Regions from separate parts of the Mus musculus genome. Here region 1 is linked to region 2. A link is a contact called in public HiChIP or PLAC-seq data. All regions are on one chromosome and are shown on one strand. The core of a region is the stretch at or near the end of the contact, and the rest is flanking DNA. Distances in the headings are between cores, read along the strand shown.

Region 1 (5,492 bases), core at 2,209-4,708, 77 kb after region 2:
ACTCGAGGAGGCTAAAGCAGGAGGACCACAAGTTCAAGCCCCGTCTGGGGTACAGTGAGGTCAGGACTCAGGCAATCTAGCGAGACCCTGCCTTAAAATAAAAAGTAAAAAGAGGCCAAGGCTCGATAGTCAGAGAATAGTTGTCTAGTATGTACAAGATCCCAGGCTCAACTTCTAGTACACATACAGACACAGACACAGACACAGACACAGACACAGACACAGACACAGACACAGACACAGACACAGTCACAGACATAGTCACAGTCACAGACACAGACACAGACACAGACGACACAGACACAGACACAGACACACAGACACAGACGACACAGACGACACAGACACAGACGACACAGACACAGACACAGACACAGACACAGTCACAGACACAGACACAGACAGACACAGACAGAGACACAGAGACAGAGACGCAGACGCAGACGCAGACGCAGACAGACAGGGACAGGGATAGGGACAGGGACAGGGACACGGTCACGGACACGGACACGGACACGGTCACGGACACAGACACACAGACACACACAGCACACACACACATTTGTAAGTGGAGTTGTATCCATGCCAAGCTAAGACCTCATGTTTTTTTGTTTTTGTTTTTTTGCCAGCTTTGAGGTGAAGTCATGGTCCTTGACAGTACTCGGGGCTCTCTTGTGTCATGTGATCCTTCTTAACCCCGTCACCCCTGTCCTCACACTCTCAGTTCCAGTTCAGTACAGGGATCAGTGACTCACCACAGCTGCCTGCAAAATGTGTGTCTGTGCTGTTGAACACAGACAGAGCGTGGGGAACTACAGTGCAGGGAAAGGCATGGCAGTAGCGAGAGGACCTGCTTTTATGAGAACCCAAGGGCAGAGTGTCTGTGGCATCTATTCTGGCATTTGGATGAAGGATGATTTCCCGAAAGGATGATATCTATGGTAAAAGCTACAGGGTCATAAGGGATCAAGAAAGCCAGGGAGGCTATTTCTGTAAAGGGAATGAAAAATGCAAATACTGGAGAAAATAATAACTTGACATTCATGAGTCAAAGTAAGAAAGGTCTTGATGAAGCTTTCTCCCCAGTCTTACCAAGAGTATGCTGTCCCAGTAGGGGCTTTTGTTTTGGAAACAGGGTCTTGTGATGTAGGCAAGCCTGAGATTGAACTATTGATCCCTTATCTCCGCCTTCCAAACATTGGATTATAGGTGTGCACCGTTACATCTGCCTCCAGTGGAGGTATTAAGCTTAAACTAAGGTAAACAGGGAACTGGGGTGTGTGTGTGTGTGTGTGTGTGTGTGTGTGTGTGTGTGTGTGCGTATGTGTGTGTGTCTATGTGTGTGTTTGAGAGAGAGTGTGAGAGAGAGAGACAGAGAGAGAGACAGAGAAAGAGACAGAGACAGAGGGAGACAGAGGGAGGAAGAGGGAGAGACAGAGAATATGACCTCCTGTGGTCTGAATGTATTCTCAAATACTAACATGTGAGAAATTTAGTTTCTAGTAGCTGCATGGAAACTTAGACTTTGTCCAAGATTAATTGTAGAAAGTTAGTTTCTAATGCAACAGTTCGTGGAGGTGGAGTCTGGCAGGTGGTGGTTAGGTAGTTCACAGGGTCCATGCCCTCATCAGTAGAGACACTATTAAAAAGCCTTGTAGGTGCAGAATCTGTCTGTCTGTCTGTCTCATTCCATCCATCTATCCTTTCTCTCTTTCCTTCTCTCCTTTCCCTTAACCTCCTTTCTCTTCCTCGTCTTCTTTCTCCTACTCCTTCTTTTGGGTCTGTTTGAGATGGTCTCAAGAAGACCAGGCTGGCCTCAAACTCTGAGTATGAACTCACTGCATAGCTGAGGCTGACCTAGAACTTTTTATTTTTCTGCTCCATCTCTGAAGTGTGAGATCACTGGCAAGTACCACCGTGTTGGTTTTAAACAGTACTGGGATCAAACTCAGGACCCCATGCAGGCTCTAAAAGCATTCTACCAACTGAGCTACATCCCCAGCTCCGATTGTGTTTTGTTTTGAGACCTGGTCTACTTATAGAATCCTACGTTGTTTTCAAGCTGGTGGCAATCCTCCTGTCTCAGTCTTTTGAGTGTTTCCTGTGTAACTAATATTCACCTCTTTTCCCTCCTCAAGAGTTGGAGGTTGAATGCAATGCTTCATGCATACTAGGCAAGAACTCGACCCTGAACCCTGTCCAGGCCTTCTTTTTCACCCTGTATAAGAGGGCATAATGTAGGTTGGCCATTCCCATAATTTCTGTACCACACCACCCCAGCACATCTTGTATGCAGGACGAATTGCAGGTGGAGGTTTTTGTAGCTCGGTTGATGTCCCCATCTCTCTATTGTAAGTCTTGCCTGGTTATAGGAGATGGCTGGTTCAGGTGCTGTATCCCCCTGTTATTAGGAGTCTTATCTAGGGCTACGCTTGTAGATTCCTGGGAGTTTCTACTGCACAGGGTTTCTAGCTAGTCCCTGAGGTATACCCCATTTCCAGTTGTCTTTCCCAGTACTCTCTCCCTTCATCCTGGGAACAGCCAACCAATGACTGATCCAGCTTGAGACCCCTGCTACATGAGGGAGCCCAGCGCTGATCTCATCTAGAGGGTCAGGGATCAGAGTCTGGATAGCCCAGAGACTCAGAATAGAATCAAACAGGACCAGCAATTTTTAAGCCAATGAAATGATTCCTAGTGATAGTCTACTCTACTCATATACAGGAACATAGCATAATCATCATCAGAGAGGCATCATCCAGCAACTGATGGAAACAGATGCAGAGACCACAGCCAAACATTGGACAGAGCTTGGGGAATGCTGCAGTAGATGGGGAGAGAAGATTTGAGGAACCAGAGGGGTCGAGGAAACTACAAGAAAACAGCCCACAGAACCAACTAACCAGTGCTCATAGGGGAACTAGAGGTGCAAGTGGTTATAAGTGGCTTGATGTGGGTGCTCAGATGTGAACACTGTACCAGCAACACACACTCCTGACCACGGAGCCATCACCCCACCGGCATCCCACCTTTGGTGTTTTGTTTTGTTTGTTTGAGACTGATTTGAACTCTACAGAAATTCAGACGAAAGACTGAACAGGATGCTGACTGCATTTGAACAGGAACTTATCAGACTCTGGCGAGGAGTCAGAATCGGTCCCTTCTGGAGCGTGAGAAATGACTCCGACACGAGAGAAGACAGAGGTACTGAGCTTAGAGGTCAGAGTCCAGTGGCACACCATCATCAGAAATGGGCTATTTGAGGAGAGAGACTTAGGACACACGGGTAGCACTTGTGACATTGATGTAGGCTTGTGGCAGTTGGAAAATGGCCTGGAAACAAGCTGGAAATGAGATTGGGACATGTGTGACGAGAGTCACAACCAGACTGTCAGCCTACTCCAGGCAGCCAGCACCCATGGGCCTCTGTGCTCGTCACTCTGCAGACAGGACCGAGAATGACAGCCACACATGGAGTTCCAATCAAGCCCAGGTCACGAGGGACAGAGACTCTTGAAGTCAGTCCTCCACCACCAGGAAGCAAGGTAGTTGGCCTACCTCCTGCTCCAAGCCACGGGCTACTGCTGGCTTGATTCCTAGTGGTGCTTTTCGAGTTGTTCCGTGAAGTCAGTGACATGTGTCTCCTGGTTTGGGTTCAGATTACAATCAGTAATCAACCAAACTCCCTGAGACAAAAACAAATAAACAAACAAACAAACAAATTTCCGGTTTGGAGATCGGAGCCCATCTGTTTCTCATTTTATCTCTGGTCTGGAAGACTCCATGGCTTATTTGTTCTCTCTGCTCCTACCTTAAGAACACACAGCCAGCTGGAAGCAAAGTGGCCTTGCTTGTGCTTGACTACCTATGTTCAAGTGAGAGTGATGTGTGCGGTGGGGACTGCGTGTTTCCGTGCAGAACAGGAGAGGTGCCTGACTTAAATTTTTTTTCATGAAATTTTAATTTCCATATTTAATCTAAAAAAAACCAACTAAATACAAGCAAACAGTACAGAAACCATGTCTTATTAAGTGAGTGGTAGGCAACAGATATCTCCATGCTTATGTCTCAGCAGAGTCACTGGTGCAATGGAAGGATAGCAGTTGATTAGCAGATCAGTTGAGTGTGAACTCTGGCACTGAACAAGCATCTTGGAGACTGCAGTGTTTACCATCAGCCTCTCTTCTGAGATGCAGGAGGAGCAGGCAGTCTGGAGACTCCAGCTCTGTTGTCTTTTGTGTTACAGGTCCCTCTTGTGTTGGCTGTGAGCATTGTCTTGCTTCTGCACCTTGAAACATGAGACCTGATTTTGTGAGTTTGTCTGCATTGCAGCTAGAATCCTGCTCTTTCTTCACACCATGGTCACCATCTCCCCCAACTACCACCATCAGCACCATGTCCCCCACTACCACCATCAGCACCATCTCCCCCACTACCACTGTAATCATTACCATTGTGACTATAGCATTTAATGTGAATGTAGAAAGTCAGAGTGGGAAAACCGTATTTAAAACCATGTGCCGGAGTGTAGGTAGTTCAGTTGATAAGAGTGTTTGTCAAGCATGAACAAAGCCCGGGATTTAGTCTCTAAAAGGATGAACACTGGTGTGGAGGAACACCCAGCATTAGGGAGGCAGTCAAGTAAGAGGTTCACAGCAGTCTTAGCTACCTACATAGTTGGAGACCCCATTTCAGAGACAAAACAAGCCATTTGCCCAGACAGATGGGCTTTGAATTCTTCACTGTGTTCCCTCTGACAAGTGTATGCCAACAGCTAATGCCTGTGTTTGCCAGTTTTTACACTGATTATGTGGATTACGTAGGCGGGTACAATGATACTCACATGACTAAGATCCAAAACTGGTCTTAATATACACTGTATATAATGTATATAATATATAATGTATATAAATTGCTTGCTGATGGACTGAAAAAAATAAATTGTTTCAAGACAGGATCTTACAATGGAGCCACAGTTGGCTTTGAACTCACTGTGTGACCCCAGTGGCATTGACGTTTCATGATTCTCCTGCCTCTCGACTGCCAAAGTCACAGGTGTGCTCTACCACGCCCGCCTCGAAAGCTGATCTTCACATACTCATTTCTCCTTTAGAGATTCTTAACCAAGAGTGAAGAAGATGTAACCGAGGCAAATTGGCTATGCTGTGTCTGGATATGGGGGTTGAGTTGTCTGCGCGCTATGGATGTAACGAAGCAGCCAACGACAACATGAAATACTCGCTGATGGCGTCTTAGCTTGGAATTATGCCCCAAGTTAAAATGTGCTCCCTTCTCTTGTACTTTTGTTATTGTTGTGCCGCCACACCCCTACTCTGTGGCAGCGTTTTGTTGAGTAGTTCAATTGACATGAACGTCAGATTCTCCTCTCTTCATGTCCTAAGTGCAAGGCCTCACTGGGCTGCCTGCCCATGTCCCCATCTTCAGAAGCTGAAACAAGCCTTTCTCTGTACGCCAAAACCTAGCATGTGCCA
Region 2 (5,228 bases), core at 312-2,811:
GTACTGATTCTGATGTCATGGGGCCTACGCTAGGCTTCTTACTCTTGGACTGACACAGTCGCAGGAAGCCAGTGCTGATGATGTCATGGGGCCTACGCTAGGCTTCTTACTCTTGGAAACTTATTTTCAGTAGAGAGGTTAGAGAGAGAAAGCAGGAGGGCCAGTGCAAATGTAAGATGTCGGAGTGTTGGGTCTTCCTAATGGCTGTTCCATCACAAATGTTAATGGCAAACTTTCACCTGCCCCCAGCTTCCCAGATAAGTTCAGCACAATTAGTAGATACTGGTGGATATCTAGGGCAGAGTGGGGACCTGACTTAGGAGCTATGGGGTCTTGAATTACTCTGACTTTTGATTACACTGGTTAAAAGATCTCTGTTAAGTGGGCGTCGGTGCTGCTCCCTGCTGTCTTCGGTTACAACTGAGGTCGTAGTTCTCAGGTTCTCAGAACAATATTTGACATGAAGACAGTGTTACTTGGTTTTGTATTTCCATTGCCCGAGTATTCGGGTCACTCTGCCGTAAGGAACACATTCTCCTTTTCCTTTCTCAAAATGCAGGTTGCGTGAGGTAGCCTAGCTTTTTATTTCTAGCTTTCTATCATCTTACTGGTCCCGTTCAAATAGTTTTCACAATAATAACAACAAAATGTGTTCATGGGTGAGACGTATTGTTCATTGAGAAAGCATTAAGTTAACGGTACAAAGTCCTTGAGTAAAGAAAAAAAAAACCTAGGACTGCAATTTTTTTCTGCATTCTACTATCACTCTCAATACAAATAGTATTTTACGAAGAGTCTGTTGAATGCGGTATTGATTTGTTTGTATGTTGGTCATAACTAATGGCTGGAGAGTCCCGTGATGCAAATTTTAAGGATCCCAATTTTAAGGATCAGGAGGCTGGTCCTCAAAAGTTGAAGGAGTTACTTGAGGCCAAATAGCTCAGCAGAGCTGAGAGGCAAAGCCAAGTGAGTAGACTCAACAGCCCTCCCTGGTGCCTCTCGGCACTGAATGCATATGCTGTGAACTGTCACAGAGACCAGCAGGACTTTACAACTCTGTAGATAAGCCTGAGACCTTATAATAGGTTGTTTGGAACAAGGAAAGTGACAACTGAATTAGGTCGAGTGTGTATATGCAGCTCTTCTTGGGTGGCTTTAAGTCCTGGGTGAAAGAATCCCTTATAGTTGAGTGGCAGGCTGACTGTAGTCTCCTGTCTGTCTTCTTTCCTTGGATTGACACAGATCTGAGCCTGAGTTTCCCCAGCACAGCTGACACCTAAATACGAGAAAATGAACAAGACTTGGGAAGTTCGGGCTCCAGGCTACTCTCATAGGGCTTCCTCGGGGCTCCCTCTGAACTGCCTGCCTGTGTCAGCGGCCTTGTCTTCTAGGTCTAATGTCACCCTGTCAGTGGAGAGAAGGGGGAAGGGAACCGGAAGTCATTTGCTGATGCTTGACCAGGCCCTGTGTGACTTCTCAAAAGCTAAGGAACCGCCACCAACAGCCACAGCAGTTCTTGGAGAACAAGACACTCTGGGCAGCTTAAAAGGACCTGCGGTGACACCCCCGGGGTGTAGCAGTGGAAAACAGACACACTTCAAGGGGCCTGTTTCCCCTCTGCTGAACATGGGGTACTCACAAAGCTAATTATAGCCACCATCTCCCCACCCCCACTGGCAGCAGCTGACATCACCAAGCCCTTGGGCTGATTGCAGTGATTCAACCACGCCTAATACTTGTGGCTGGGGACCACAGGTTTCCAGACTATCTGGGTGTGGCCAGAATACCTTCCTTGGGGCTACAGGCTCATGATGCCCTGAAGTGATTGTTTGGGGGAACCATAGACTAGGATCACTTCTTTGGGGGCAAAGAGCTGTATCTACATCAATCAGTATAGAATTTCTTTTAACTCACTAAACGGACAATACAACATGATCAGGAAGTTCCCTCCAAGTCTTCTCCCCATAGTCTCTGTTATTTCAGTTACAGGGGGTCCTAAGCAGTTCTTGGGATGAGAAATCAAGATCCAGAAAGAGGCCGAGGATGGACAAGGAAGACAGGATCTCTTCCCTCATCCTTACTTTAAGGCTCCGGGGAATGGTAAGATAATTGGAGGAAAATATTGAGACCTAGAAGACGTGGCCGCTGACACAGGCAGGATGTTCAGAGGGAGCCCCGAGGACGCCCCGTGAGAGTAGCCTGGAGCCCGAGCTTCCCAAGTCTTGCTCAGCTTCTTGTATTTAGGTGTCAGCTGTGCTGGAGAAACTCAGGCTCAGATCTGTGCCAATCCAAGGAAAGGAGACTGGAGACTACAGACAACGTGTCTCTCTATGATAGATAAACTGTGAGGCTGCGGCAGCCATGCCCATGTCTTAGGAGGAAAACAGGACCGTCCTTCCTCTCTCCCTTCCAGCAAGTTCTCTGGGTTCTGCCCTGCAGCCTGACCTGAGTCTCAAAGTAGACAATATGAGGTTGCCATCCTCCTGGGGATAGAGGGAGCTCATGTCTGTAACCTACATTTCCTTTTAGAGTTGACCAGGTTAAAAACTCTAAGCTGAGAGTTTCTGAGAGACATCCTCAGAAGATCAAAGGACATTCAATGTCCCAAGGCATAGAGGGGCTGGAGATTTCCTTTCAGGATGTTCATCGTCCCTACCTGTACCCCAAGTTTTCTCTTCATCCTGGACCTCAACAGGCTCCACCCACTGCCTCCATGGTGTGCCTTCTACTCCAGCATGGCCAGAGAGTGCCTGTTTAAGTCCTCTCCCCACAGGGTCTGTCCCTGAAGGAAGCTGCTGGACCCGTGACCACTTTAATCTCCTCTGTTTCTGGAACCTTCTTGAGGCTGGAACATGCAGATTTGACTAAATTTCAAGGAGCTGAGGTTCATAAACCCCTAATCTCAGGGTGACTGGCCTGATAGTCAGAGGACCTTGGTGGAGGCTGAAGAACTCACCCTGCCGGGTGAGAGCGCAGCTGCGAAGCACACGCTGCATCCTGCAACGCAAACAGAAACTTCTGCTGCCTGTTTGGAATTGGGTTTTGTAATTATTCCTTGCTGAGGGAGGCAAAAGCTGTGTACATCAATGTGATGACTTCGGAGGACAGAGAGAGAAGCAGAGGGGGCTGAGGGGTGCAGAGAGGAGGAGAGCAGTAGTCAGCACTGTGGACTTCCTTGGTGGCTCTCCAGAAATATCTGCCATGAAAGATCAGTAATGCTCCTCAGAGATGAGAGCCCCTCGCTACTCACAGTAGTCAGGAAAGGCCTGCTGATGCAAAAGCTTACTGAATGGTGTCTGCAGACACTCATAACATAGCAAGTGTAAGACCTCATTCCTAATGGACATTAGCAGCAACAGTACAGGTCTTCTGATGACAACAACCTCCCATCAACGATGGCAACCATGCAAGTCTGTTCCGACCAGAGTGCTCCCCAGAACTGCCTGTCAATAACAGGAAGAAGTAACATTTCTTAGGTGCTATTTACGTGTCAAGCACCATGGAAGCACTTAATGTGTCTAGCTTAATTTTCAGAGCAACTGTGACGTAGGCATTAATTAGTATTGTCTCATTTCATACATGAGCAATGGAAAAACTAAACAATAAAGTTGTACCGGCAGTATGTGAGACACAAACACAAACACAAGCTTGCCTGAAATCCGTCTTTAGCCATCATCCTGCCCCATTTCCCCACGGTCAATTGTCATGGCATCACTGTGAGCAAGGATGCAAGGAGGAAGTAAATATACTAACACTAGAATCTCTAAGCTTACTGATAAGGAAACTAACTGATGTTGGGGTCGGGGGAGTGACAGGTTGGTAAGTGATTGGTCCAGCACCATACAGTTCAATAGCAGCATAACCAGCATCCAGAGCCAGCAACAGAGCTGGTCTTGTGCTGCCTCCATTCCATCTCAGCATCTCTGGATGATGCTTTTAGAGTGAAGGGTCCAACTGTCAGTTGACCCCTTTTAAAGTAAAGGCAGGAGAATAAGTTCAGGAGGAGTTCCTTGTCTAATCCTAAGGCTTGGATAAGGAAGGGGATTTAGCTCCGGGATTTACTTAGCAGGGCTAACCAGCTTTCTGAGTCTCAGCTCAGAAGTGCAGGAGTACCACTGTTCCTTCACCCTGGGGGAAAATCCCCACTGTGGAAACCTACCTGCTTCTAGAAAGACATACTCGGTGGGCTAGTCAATGTTTGTTTGGGGTTTGGGTCAGGAGGTGTGTGGGACGCCTACTGAGTCTTCCCCTGGCTTCAATAGTGAGGTTCTTCAGTTCAGGATACTGTTCTAAGGCAGAAGAGTCTCTCACCACCCTTAGTGTCCTCCCTGTGTTCAACAATGATGCAGAAAGTAAGGAAACACAAATGACCAACTAGGACCTCATGGTGCAAACCTGTCCATCCCTCTGGGACAGGATGGAAGAGAACATCAGAGAGAGCCAGGGGATCCCTCTCATGTGCCTTCCTTCTCCTCGGAGGAAAGAGCACACAGCCCCCGGGCGCGTATCTATCTAGCTACCCTTTCAGAGCGGGAATGAACTGACTCCCCAGCTCCTCACCCCGAAGTTACTCATCAGCCACCACCCTCTGGGGCACTTGGAGGACAATGTGGCCATCTGTTTTCCCTGTACACTCCACATCCGAATAGTGAACATAAATTTATCTCCTAGCGCCTTCCAAACGCGCACAGCTGAATTCCATTGCTGACTTTGGCACTCGCTGCTGGTATCTGAGAACAACAGATTCAACTAGAAAGGAAGGAGCAGATGCTGTAAATCACTCCTCATTTCCACACCCCCTGCCATGCCCCAAATTATTTGACAGTGCACAGCAAAGCAGGGGGAAAGCTGGCATGACGACTTCCAACTTGGCTCCAAACCAAGAGGAAGCTGTGGGTTCCCTGTCTAGGTGGTCTTTTGTCTGAGATGGGTATTGCATGGAAAACTCAGCTGGACATACATAGAGATGGACAACAGGAACCCTGGCATTTTTCCTAGCTTTGGATTCTTTACTTCCACAAGTCTTGTCCTTGAAGTATCTGTGACAGGGCATGTCATCAAGAAGGCATCAAAGGCAGAACGAATATGAATTCATGTGTAATCCAGGCTGATCTTGAACTGGTGTCCCCCTCCCTCCACCTTCCAAGTGCTGGCATGACATGAGTGCATCATCACCTCTGGCAGGATTCCCATTTTAGAGATGGAAAAATTAAGGTTTAAGGAGAGCA

The links. HiChIP or PLAC-seq counts read pairs in DNA pulled down with a chosen protein or histone mark.
Region 1: a contact with region 2 is called in an H3K27ac HiChIP or PLAC-seq map of microglia, with 5 times the contacts expected there. The contact joins two enhancer-like sites. A contact is called at or near these places in 1 of 39 promoter capture datasets (hippocampal neurons), 16 of 484 Hi-C or Micro-C datasets (the C10 cell line, CD8 T cells, the CH12 cell line and 12 more) and 6 of 115 datasets of contacts at active chromatin or transcription factors (CD8 T cells, the HPC-7 cell line, embryonic stem cells and 3 more).

Annotation. Positions count from the first base shown.
Region 1 is chr9:41,178,528-41,184,019 of GRCm38.p6, forward strand. It overlaps Gm35657 (a long non-coding RNA gene), which reads left to right. Exons shown (of 8, transcript XR_870644.1): 7 at 2,725-4,311; 8 at 5,114-5,492. Among named protein-coding and RNA genes, the nearest start is that of Gm35657, 23 kb to the left of the region's middle. Within about 2 kb of position 3,459, at least 26 of the 459 cell types and tissues checked have an H3K27ac peak or open chromatin away from gene starts, as enhancers often do. A contact at or near this core is called in CD8 T cells, microglia and regulatory T cells, where this site is marked.
Region 2 is chr9:41,103,865-41,109,092 of GRCm38.p6, forward strand. All of the region lies in intron 1 of Ubash3b (ubiquitin associated and SH3 domain containing, B), which reads right to left. Among named protein-coding and RNA genes, the nearest start is that of Ubash3b, 52 kb to the right of the region's middle. Within about 2 kb of position 1,562, at least 110 of the 459 cell types and tissues checked have an H3K27ac peak or open chromatin away from gene starts, as enhancers often do. A contact at or near this core is called in CD8 T cells, microglia and regulatory T cells, where this site is marked.